Linked DNA regions of Anser cygnoides: region 2 is linked to region 1. Evidence: chromatin contacts called from public Hi-C data. All regions are on one chromosome and are shown on one strand. Each heading gives the region's core, a stretch centred on a gene start, on an enhancer-like site or on the middle of the called end of the contact. The rest is flanking DNA. Distances are from core to core; before and after follow the strand shown.

Region 1 (5,772 bases), core at 958-3,457:
TTTTGTTAGGGGGGAAAAAAAAGAACAATGCCGATTCTTTCTTCTTTTTTCTATCTTCTGGCTAGTGCGAGGTGCGTTCTCTTTTTCTCCCTCCTTCAGCATTCATGTTAATGGCTAGGGAGCCGTGGCGGACCTGTTGCATAGCTCTAGGCATACAGTGTGGTGTGGTACCCGGCCAAATGGTTCTGGTTGTCCTGGCAGATACTTCGAATGTGTTTTGGAGCTTGTTCACAGCTTCTAGTTATCACAAGCATCCGGAAATAACTGAAGTTCTCCAGATAGGTCCTGGGGCTGATTCCTGGCAGTCGAGAAATAACCCTTTCCAGAAAGCTTTCGTCTGACGGATGGGGCTCTAAACGCTGCTGGTTGGGTCGGCTGCTCTGAAGGGGGTGCCTCGTGTGCTGGGCTTTGTGACCAGTTGTCAGCATTGTCTACCCGAGACCTAAAAGCCAGGCAGCTTTAAAGGTATCTTAGCTCCCAGGTAAATCCTTCCCCCAAAAAACAGGAGGGGAAAAGCGAAGGCTTGCCATCTGTGGTGCTGGGAAGGGCTGGGCTGCGCTAGCCAGGAGGCTGCCGGCCTGGCACCGTGCCTCGATGGGTGGGCTGGCTCGTGGGGAAAGCCCTTCTGCAAAGATTGCTCCGCTCTCCTCTGTTCGGAGAGAAATCACGGCGAATTCACAGTAAGTGAGGCTTAACGTCAGCGGCTCCGGTGCTTTTCTACACGTTTGTTCTCTAGAAGTTAAGGTTCCTAGGAAAGCGGTTTTCCTGCCTAAATAGCACTCACAAAACCAAGTGGTTCGGTGCCTGGTGCTCTTTGTGTCATAGCGCTGTTGTGGATGTCTCGGAAAAAACACCGACTTGTTCCTTTTTACCCCAGGTGTGTCTAGATTTTTTGTTTCGGGGACTTAAACAGTTTTCACAGCTGATATTTTGGTGTAGCCATTAAAGGAGCAGCAACTCGTGAAGGAGCTGGAGGCAGAACGCCCTTTCCTATCACCAGCCCTGGGGGAGAAGTGGGTGGCTGACGAAGGATGACGCCCGTGGGTTGCTTTTGCATCCTTAAGCTGCTTTTTTTTTTTCAGCCCTGGCCGGTTACCTGAAGCAGGCGTGGAGAAGGATGCGTCCTCGGTTCCGGATGAGGTGGTTGAGCTTGGTTTCCTCAGCGCGCGGGAACGGGGCCGTACCCGCTCGCGCAGCAGGAACTGGATCGAATGGTTGGGCTGCTGCCACCTGGCAGCCAGAGCCATGGCCCCGATTTGGGAACGGGGGGGGGAATAAAGCGGCCTCTGGATGCTTCTGTGGCCCTCCTCTGTGATATATAAAATGTGGCAGCCTGTCTCGGGACAGCGAAGGGCTCTGCTGGCTTCGGGAGGGATGGATGGCGGTGGGGAGCCCTGGGCGAGGGGCTGTGGGATGTGTGTGGGGGGGGTGTATGCAACCAGCCAGGCAGCCTGGTGACTAATGCAACCTCTGTGGGGGAACGCGTGGCTGTGTTGTGCCGTCGAGCAGGAAATGTCAGCTGTGTGTTTACAGATCGGGGTTACCTTCTAAACTCTCTGAAGGTCCTTTACAGGGAGTCAAAAAAAGCGCTCTGCTAAACGGCGATAAGTCGAGGTTCTGTGCAGCTGGTTTCGACTCTTCTACTCCTTGAAAATTTTTCCCGTTTTGCTCACCCTCTCTTCAAATTTTGGATGCCGGGTATCGAAATGCACGCTACCATCAGCACAGCCCGTGTGTTTGATGCCGGGGTTTGCTGGCTGCGCAGCTGCCTCGCAGTCGCAGTGCTGCTTCTCACGCTGGAGTTACGCAAGCGGCAAGCGGCTTAACCTTTTCTTGGCCAAATGGCATCGATTCCTCCTGCACCGGTGCGACGTCTGGGGGAACATGGGTGTACTCGAGGACGTGACACCTCGTTACCTGTAACCACACTTCGCAAACCATCTTTCAGTCTCTGATACCTGTGTTTAACTTGAACCAACCTTGATTTTTTTTTTTTGCCTGTTACTTCCTTTAGCATTAGGAAAGAGAAAACAAGCGTCTTGATTGCATTGATAAACAGCCGGCGGCAGGGCCGGTTCCCTGCTGCACACCGTCGTGGTTATCCCAGCGGCAGGAGGCCGGGTCTCCGGGGTGGCTTTTGCAGCTTGCTGCAGCTGCGCTGCCCCAAGTGAGCCGTGGCCGCCCCAGCCGGCGGGAGGACCGACAAGGCTTCCCGAAGCAAAACGCCTCGTGGCTTTGCCGATGTAGTTCAGCCAGCAAAGGGCCTGAATCGCCACGAGGTGCGGCAGAAAGAAGCGTATGGGCTGGCGCTGCCTGCGGGGGGCTGCTGCCCTGGCAGGGAGGCTGGCCAGGAAAAGGAAAACCGGAGCGAAACCACAAACCTCTGTTGCTGTTTGTGACGGACTGTTTCTAATTGACCCATCTGTTAGTGCCCCTAACGTTGCAAGCAAAATTCTTCTCTGTAAGGACTGTTTCAGGGTGGGGAAAATCGGAGGAATTTTGTTTGCTTTGGTTCGAGAGCCTGGCTGCGCGATGGGCCCTGCTGTCGGTGTACTTACTTCTTATTGCCTGTAATTTAAAAAATGGAGAACTTCCAGAGCGTAGCAGGAGTTTCTCATTTAGCTCAATTATTTCTTATTCCTCAGCATTTTTGCAAACGGGGCCTGTAAGTTTATAGCGAAACAAGCCCACGGTGCAGCTCCGGGAGCCGGCTGCCCAGGAAGGGATGTTTGATGGTGACGGTCACGGGCGGAGCCCTTCACTCCAACTCCTCGTTCTGCTGAAGAAATATTTGTTAAGCATCGTAGTGTGCTTCTCTGTGTTTCAGAGCTGTTTGTTTCACTTTCCTTTCAGCTGTCAACACTTCAGCCCGTAACAGAGGTGTCTTGAAAGAGTAAGGCGTTGCGGTTCTTACGGAGCGCCTCGTCTGTTCCCGTTCGTAGCTCCGTGGCAGGCCCGTAGTTGGAAGTGTGAAGTAGGTTTTTGGGGCTTGGGGAAGGGATGTCAGCAGCCTCCTGTGGGCAGGGGATGGCAGCAGGCTCCTGTTAGAGCTGAAGTCTTCGTGCCGGTCTGCAGCGAGGCTTCTCCCAGGCTTGCAGCACGGTTGTTCGGTGCGGTTCGTCAGAGCACAAGGGTTGTGGCAAAGCTAGGTAAATCTCTCTGGGTGCACGCCTCATTAAGCACATGAATCATCTAATCTAGGGCCATTAAATAACGTGACCTATTTCAGTGTAGGGAAAGAGCTCCTTTGGACACCCTTTTAGTGAAGATCTGGAGGTTTCAGGAGCTGACAGGCGTTTCAGGCCGTTTTTGCTAAAGCGGGGATTGTGTGCTTCCTAATAGGGGCACTTCAGCTGTAAGAATCGATGGGCAAAGGCCTTGAGTAATACATGTCTGAGTATTTAACGCAGTGAAGAACTGGAGAGGATGAGACCGTTTGTACTCTGAAGGCTGTTTGCAAACGCACGGGCTGAGTTTGGTTATTCAGCAGCGGGTGTGTTGCAGGACCCCGATATGCCGAATTAACTGCTGTAGCGCACACAGCATACTGCGAGTACTATTTAGAATTTGATCTTTTGGAATCGATGACAAAGTATTCAGGGTATTAAATGGCTTCACGCGGAAGGTCCGGATAGCCACTTGTGGCAACAGGCTGTAGGCGTTTTACTCTCATGGGATTTTTTGCGAGTCCAAAATTCCAGAGGAATACCATTTCAGCCCGTGTCGTGGGCCTTGTTGTGGTGAGTAAGCCACTATCAGGCGCTGAAACAGGCTTTAAAATAGAAACCAGGCTGGTAAGCTGACTTTCTGGCTCCTGCTTGACCGGCGGGGAAGTACTTAGTGCGCGCAGGCGATTGCTGGTTTCACTGCTTTGCATAGTGCTTTTCTCAGTTCCTCAAGAAGTGAAGCAGTTTACAAGTCCTACCAGTTGGATTCATTAGCCCATACTGGGAGACAGTAAAAGACTGCAAATGAAGATGTTAATTACCAGAGGGCAGAGCCAAGCTCCCCTATCCAAAACAGAACATGCGGCTCTGATGGGAGAAGAGGAGTTAGCAACTCGAAACTGAAGAAGTTCCCTTTAACTCAGTAGTGGTCATATGGGGTTACACATGACTCAAGTTATAATTTTTTTTAGCATCAATCATTTCTCTCCTTTCCTTTGAACCTGTGTGGAATAGTTATGCTGCATGGCAAAAAGTGAGAGAGGGACTTGAAAGTGAAGTAGGGTCCTGGAGTTAAGGACTGGCGCTGCTTCTAAGTGCAAGTGCTGGAAACTTGGATATTGTCAATCTGTGATGTTTTTTTTCTTGACTTTCAACTGGATGAATAAAATTGTTAATGTTACAGATGTTAGCAGAAAACTGATTAGAAAATAGTTCTGCTTACAAGTTTCATTTTTTGTACTGGCAAGTTGTCCCTGCCTCAGTTTTTCACCAGTATTGCGGTCCTGAATTCCTTATGGCAAATGGAAATCCCTTTAAAATTGCTCGTTACAGACTTTGGAAGTCGATGCACCTCTCTGTGAGCAAGTCCTGGTTTCACTGCATGTCAGATAATTAGTGGGAGAAGAGCAGTGGTGGTGTGCCTTGAAAAATGTTATGCTTAACAGGCGTAAGCCACAGTCTGATGTTAGTGTTGAAGATGATGTAACTCGAATACTAATTTTTTGTTTTGTTTCTTTTAAGCAAATGGTTATGAGCCTTAGAGTTTCTGAACTGCAAGTACTTCTGGGCTACGCGGGGAGGAACAAGCACGGACGAAAACACGAACTTCTCACAAAAGCACTGCATTTGTTAAAGGCTGGCTGCAGTCCCGCTGTACAAATGAAAATCAAAGAACTCTATAGGCGAAGGTTCCCTCAGAAAATCATGACGCCTGCAGACTTATCTATCCCCAGCGTACACTCGAGCTCCATGCCAGCAGCTTTGTCTCCGTCTACCATTCCACAGCTCAGTTACGATGGCCACCCCGCCACGTCACCGTTGCTTCCCGTTTCGCTCCTGGGACCTAAACACGAACTGGAACTCCCCCACCTCACATCTGCGCTCCACCCTGTCCATCCCGACATAAAACTCCAGAAGTTACCTTTCTATGATTTGTTGGATGAGCTGATAAAGCCTACCAGCCTAGGTAAGGATGCAAATAATATCTGAAGGCTTTTTAAACTAGTAATGGATGAATTAATCCGCTCATGCAGTAACTGGTTAAATATTGCATCACATCGGTGTTTAGAGAATTGCTATTTTTGGTAACTTTTGGAACAGATTGCTCTACATGGAGAAGCATCTTACGTAACGCTCATTAGTTGCTTTAGCTGAGCCCCTAAATGTGGTTCAAAGTTCTGTTATATTTAAGGGGTGAGTTTGAGAGGAAACAACTGAACCTTAGAAAAAGGAACTTAGACAGATGTGAGTTGTTTTTTTGTTTGCTTTGGGTAGTTTTTAAAAAACGTGGAGCTTAATTATAAAAAAAACAAACCTTGAGTCCATCAGGCCCGCAAAAATCTTCTCATCTGTGCTGGGAAAGAATGCCAAGCTAGATATTTGCTGTGGTTCCTTAGGGCCTGGACATCCGAGTTCAGGATGACTTACGGTTCTTTCGCCGTTGTAGCAACTCTTTAAATGTTTTTTTGGATTAAGGTATAAATCACTCGTGTAGCTGCTGAGAATCATCTGATGCTTACAGAGCGTTATGTAACAATGGGTGATTTTTCTGCTGTTGACTCCGTGTAGCACTTAAGAGCGTGGCTAACTTTTAATACCCGTAACT
Region 2 (5,800 bases), core at 2,047-4,546, 220 kb before region 1:
CCATGTGGTGTGAAAAAAGGAACAGCAGTTTAAGTGCTGGAAAGTTGAAAGAGAACTAACCTTCTTGTTCTTGTAGTCAAGGAAAGTGGCTGTTTTGTGCTTTTGTATTGAAGCATAGCATATGTGCCTCAGTTTGACAAAAAGCCTCTTGAGTCAAAGCAACCCTAGTCCTGTGTGCTGATCCAAAGCGAAGGCCGTGATAATGAGGGACGGGCTCTCAGGAAGCAGTGAGTAGATAATACTACATAAGTGGAGAATTCTGTGCACTGTTTTCGCCATTCTACTTAATGCAAGTCGCAGCCACGGTGAATCACTTGCCATACAGCTGAAATGGGCCATTAGCTATCAGGGAAAATTGTCTTTGCTACTTTCAGCAGATGGAGCAAATATTTTACAAAGCAATTTTACATACGAAAAACATTTGTGTTACTTGGTAATGATGGCTGTTTTACATGATGTTACCTTCTATCAGAACATACTTTTCCAGCTCATGGAAGGCAAAATTGGCACTTTTTAATTTTGAAATTTGCAGTTTATTATTAAATACTCGGGCTCTCAATCAGGTTGCAAACTTTTAAGTAGATAGGATAATCAGTGTATCATATCCAAAACTGTTTTGATTTTTACAAACCTTTCAAATTGTTCTGTTCAGTGGGGTAGGTTGTGGTTCTGGTCAGCAGGTATCTGTCTGAATTTGAAGAAATTGTTGAATCAGTTTTGCAAAATAAGAAGTAATTAAACTTATTTGGACTGCAGTCCGAAAGCAGTTACTGGACTCTTCTAATACTGCCGTGTTTGCTGATGTTATTGAGAACATAAGAATAAGCTGGGCTGGACCAATTCACATCAAGGCAGCTAGAATAAGTTATCACAGCTCCACTGATCACAATATAAAGGATATACTGTATAAACAGTGTGAATTGTCATAGTGCCATTGAAGTGGCATAAATTGCCATAGCTTCATTGACTTCAGCAAAGCTATGGCAGTTTGTTTTGCTGAGGATCTGTCTGCTGATTTTGTTCTTCTCTGGCCCAGTCAGCTTTACTTACTTGGAAGTTACTTTCTTCACTCTGTTTGCTTGCAAAGTCTAAATAATTTCCTTTCAATCTGATTTTTAGCTAAAAAGCCCCAGGACTTTCTCATGCATTCTGCTTTGCAGCCTCTTTCTGTTCCCAGGTCTTTCTTCCTATTTCTAACTCTATTTCTTCTTTCTATTTATGTACCTATCTTCTCAACAGGCTTTTCTTTGTTGACTGATCTTTCTCGAGAAGATTTCCTTCAGCATATGCCACATTTGGTCCTATTTTTTGTTGCAACCACTATTCTAAAAAAGCCTTCTAAAATTCAGCATGCAGAAGGGCAAGAAACTATTTTGGATTCAGAGAGAACATGTGTAATTTTTTAATGCGCATTCAGCATTATAAACAGGTGCAAAACATTTGGACAGATTTAAAGGTTTCTACATGACGTAAACAGCATTTAGGCTGCTCATTTTTTTCTTGTACTAAGAAAAATCAGCTGAAAGATTTGAACAAATGCTCCCTGTTTACACTGAGCCTATGATTCTGAATCGTTTTGGGCCACATCAAGAGAGAAAACATTGGTAAGCTCTGCTGGAGATACCGTCCAATTTAAATGAAATTAGCCTACAGAGCACTGATCCTTTTAAAGGGTTTGACTCCATGAGTGAATGTTGGATCTGGGCTTGAATTTGCCTAGTAAAACTCCCTATAATCAGGATTATTGCCTTTTTAGAGCTTACAGTTGCAAAAAAAACTTCAACTAGAATTCCAGGTGCTGATCCTGAAAAAGCGGTCGCTTATCTTCCTTGTGTGAACACCTGGATTATCTAGGCGTTCCTTGGTAAAAGCACCGTTAGGTTGGGTCTGATCTCTCAAGAACATTTCTCAGATTTTCTTGAATCAGTCATTTCTGTAAAAACCCCCATCTTCTTCCAGTAAGGCGGTTGGTTCTGATGCGCGCAGCCTTCGCAGTCAGCTAGTATAGAGGGTGCTTTGAACTGCAAGGTGCTCCTGAGCCTGGCGATGGGCATCCCCACGGCCCTAACAGGCATTTATCCCGCGCTGATGACCCCTTCCCGTGCTATTTCACCTTATTTAAGCAAGCAACACTGGGTCCATTGAGGAAGTGCCACAGGAGTCTTGCCTGTCTGATGTCCCTCGTGGACAGGCAGTAGTGGCACACGTGTTCCTCTGCGTGCAGGTGAGGTGAATGGGCTCTGTGTCTTGCCAGCAGCCTCCACTTACGAACCAGTGAAGTTTCTCTTCGGAGTTTGGAAGTTCTGCTTGATTTAGCACCCAGTTTAGGGAGCTTTCTTTCGCGGCAGCGTGTGATCCATGAAAACAACTCTGGCTAAAAGGAGTCACAACTGTCCCCAGCACTGCTCCGTGGAATTGGCATGGCTGCCCTAATGTCCCTCAAAATTGTTGCAGTGGGAAATTGCGGCCCAGTTCACATAGCCATTGTTTAATTTTTATTTATACAGGCTTGGTCACAGCACTCTCAAATGCTTCTACGCATCCAGCAGGGATTATTGTTATTTTTTTCCCCCTGTAATTCATCAAAAGCTTTCAGGCAACCATGGCATACCTCTTCTTTTGTTTGTTTGTTTTTAGATTTCTGTTTAAATTGCTCAATACCCAGTCATTAGATCTCAGGGATGAGACTCGGTGTGACAGAGGTATTGCTGAATGCACTGACAGGTGCAAACTGATTTGTAGGTCAGCAGCTCCATGACATTCATCATGGCTCAGATTCTCTCTCCAAAGCTCTTATTTATTTTCATTGTGTAACAAACCACCTGATCTTGTGACTTCTTGGCTTAGCAATATTTCAACACAAATACAAACCAAGACAAGGCCAACTGATATTTGCTCACTTTTCTGTTGTTTTAGTCAGCTGAGCTATCAAAACCCAAAATTGCTAGTTACAGATTTGTTTTGGAAGGAAGCTATCGGGTAGGACCCAACTCTGGGTGAATTCTGAACTTGAATCTTGCTTTGTATATAGTCCTTTGTTTTTGCCATAAGGTTAAGTTTATGCTTTGCAGTATGTTGATATGCTGACTCAAACCATTTTTAAATATTTTTTTTCTGAGGTGTTTAAAGTCAACAACTTACTTTTCTCCTTATATGACAGGAGCTCACGTAGCCTAGATCACTGTCATATCTAAGCACCTCAATATTTTCATACATTTTTTCCTCGATTCCACACGATCTAGGTAGGGCACAGCAATTATCCCCCTTTTGTGGCTGGACAGCTGAGGCACAGAAAGAAAGTCACTTTTCCAAAGTCTCACCAGGCAGATCGCATAGAGGAACAAGATGTACCAAGGTCTCCCATACGTGGAGTTGACACCCCAGTTATTGGCCCATGCTCCTTCTCATTTTACTAGATAAATCACAGTACGCTGATTTTGAATTTGTATTTTTGGTTACGTTACATCATGTTTTTCATGACAAAACCCATCTCTTCAAATTCACTTATCTGGAAAAATAGGTGTTTTTTTTTTTCTTATTCTAGATGTTAGCCATAAGGTTTTATCGTGTTCCTCCAGAGCTCCTGATAATATGCTTGTGGCTTAGGACATTGCCAAGATCAGAGGACAGTTGGTCATCTTCTGAAGCACTGGATGCTGGAGAGAGAGAATGTAAAACAGAAGCAAAGAGACCCAGGGGAAGCAGGAGGATGCTTATGAAGCAGCAAGGAAAGGAGCCTGAAGCAATAGAGTCAGGGTCCTTGCACTTTATATGCTCGCGTACTTCTGGGACATTTTTGAACAGTAAAAGCAATGCAGTTAGTTTCTGTATTTAATGGGGTTGTTTTGTGTGTGTAATAATATAGTAAAGAACTTGAAACTAGGAAAAAGCTTGTTTATCTCCTATAATATGACTAATCAAATTCTACCAAAGATAGAGGCACTAATACACTTCTGAATTTGTTACAGACTGGGGAGTGCAATAAGAATGTCTCCCATTTTAAAAACACTCGTGGTTGATTATTCCTCTCCCCCCCCCTTTTCTTTGTGACTAGAGGCTGTTTGTGTTATATAACAGCTCAAACATAAAGTCCATAAAAGTATTTCTGGTATATGTGACTATTTCAATATGCTCAGATCCAAAATATAAACAATGTAGAAGTTATTGACTGCTGGTATTGATCACTAAGCAGTTACCAAGTGCTTAGCATTTTCAGTTGCCAGATCAAATTATTGATATAAATTATAATGAAATAGATGCTGTACTGAAGGTGGGGGGTGGAATTGTCTTTCAGAGAAGGAAAATTTTCAATAGGAGGGAAGAGTAGTAAGTAGAAAAATTAAAAAAGGCTTCCTGACTGTGGGTAAACAGTAACCACATTTTTTTTTTTTTTTTGCCTGTTGGAGGCCTGGTTTTTAATCACCCCACAAGCAGTTTTCATTTCTGTAGTAAAATTGCTTGTGGTTCTATTTAATTTGTTTCTGCAGGAGCCAGCTTTGGTGAAGATCTCCCAGGAGCTGCCGGGCCTTTTAGCACAGCACGTACAGCCAGTCAATGAGAAACGATTCCCTACATGGGAAAAATTCCTCCAAACATTTCTTAGTCAAGGTAAATAAGACTGCAAAGTCGCTGTTAAGTGTTATAAGGAGTAATTATACCATATTGTATGCCATATTCTTGTTAATCTTGGGCCCATTTAAATATTTATCTCCTTTTATTTCTCCATTATGCTTCAAATGTTCATTTACGAATGAATTATAGGCAGCTATTCTATCATTCATATGTCCTATCCAAGCATGTAACCTATATTAATTCTGGTTTATCTTTCTTATACAATTCTAACTCAATAAGCACCAACTCCTTAATTCTGGGTTTCTGTACTGGAGGCTGTCACATTTGGCAAAGAACTTGTTTAGAGGATGTTAACGTGTGAGTTTGCACACGGGTAAGTGTAAGAATATTTCATCTTTGGCTGTTGGTGAGCAAACATCTGCGAGTCGGTTTTCTCTCCCATAGGACTAGGATGCAAGCTGTATGTAAACTCAGGGTGCTACATATATTGCTTAAAGTCAGGCCTGGAGAAAAGCTGAGCTTTCCCCCCAGTTTTTGCTTTTCAAGCAGGTGGTATCACTGCTGAGGATCAGTAATGCAGTGCCTTATTGTCCTTTACAGTCCATTGTTACAGACGCCTAGTTAGACTGTTGCCGTGCTCTTTCTTGCCCTCCAGCTAAAGGAACATTAATAAGTTCCAATCTGAGAGCTGGAAGTTTTGTTCTCTCACGGTGCTGAGAGCTCACCAGGGCTTCCTGCGTTAACTCCATCATGGCACCTGCATCAGAGCTTACCAGTGTCCAGCTGGTGGGGAGCTCAGAAGAGAGCCCAGGTTTGTCCATATTGGGCAGTGCAGGTAAAACCATCTTCTAATCACTGCAAATCAGGGACTCTGTGAGGGGGCTTTCTCCAGATATGTTAACATCCTATATTTGTATGCCAAATTTTAGATTGAAAAGATGCAGTGTTTGTGCTTGGGTAGTAAATTTCTGTGGTAACTCCATCCTGCTGCTGTGCCACTGTTTCGCATTGTATATAATGGATATCCATGTTTCATGCATCTCTTCACGTGTGGAAGAGATAATGGTGATTCAAAGCTTGGAACATATTTTTGGGAAAAACAATGCCATGTAACATACAGAGTACCAGTTTTCATTACATATTAATTTGTCCTAACTAAATGAGTTACGGCATTATATGCACTAAAAATGCAAACCCAGAATGCTAAGCAAATTTCTTTGTGATTTTC

What was found. A called contact is a pair of places that touch in the nucleus more often than the background predicts.
Region 2: a Hi-C map of liver shows a contact between it and region 1, with 8 times the contacts expected there. The contact joins two enhancer-like sites. A contact is called at or near these places in 2 of 7 Hi-C or Micro-C datasets (both in liver).

The regions. Positions count from the first base shown.
Region 1 is chr11:1,672,791-1,678,562 of Taihu_goose_T2T_genome, reverse strand. PIAS1 (protein inhibitor of activated STAT 1) reads left to right here. Exons shown (of 14, transcript XM_048046224.2): 2 at 4,689-5,133. Among named protein-coding and RNA genes, the nearest start is that of PIAS1, 19 kb to the left of the region's middle. Within about 2 kb of position 2,207, at least 1 of the 3 cell types and tissues checked has open chromatin away from gene starts, as enhancers often do. A contact at or near this core is called in liver, where this site is marked.
Region 2 is chr11:1,894,582-1,900,381 of Taihu_goose_T2T_genome, reverse strand. It overlaps IQCH (IQ motif containing H), which reads left to right. Exons shown (of 21, transcript XM_048046202.2): 15 at 4,488-4,608. Among named protein-coding and RNA genes, the nearest start is that of C11H15orf61, 29 kb to the right of the region's middle. Within about 2 kb of position 3,296, at least 1 of the 3 cell types and tissues checked has open chromatin away from gene starts, as enhancers often do. A contact at or near this core is called in liver, where this site is marked.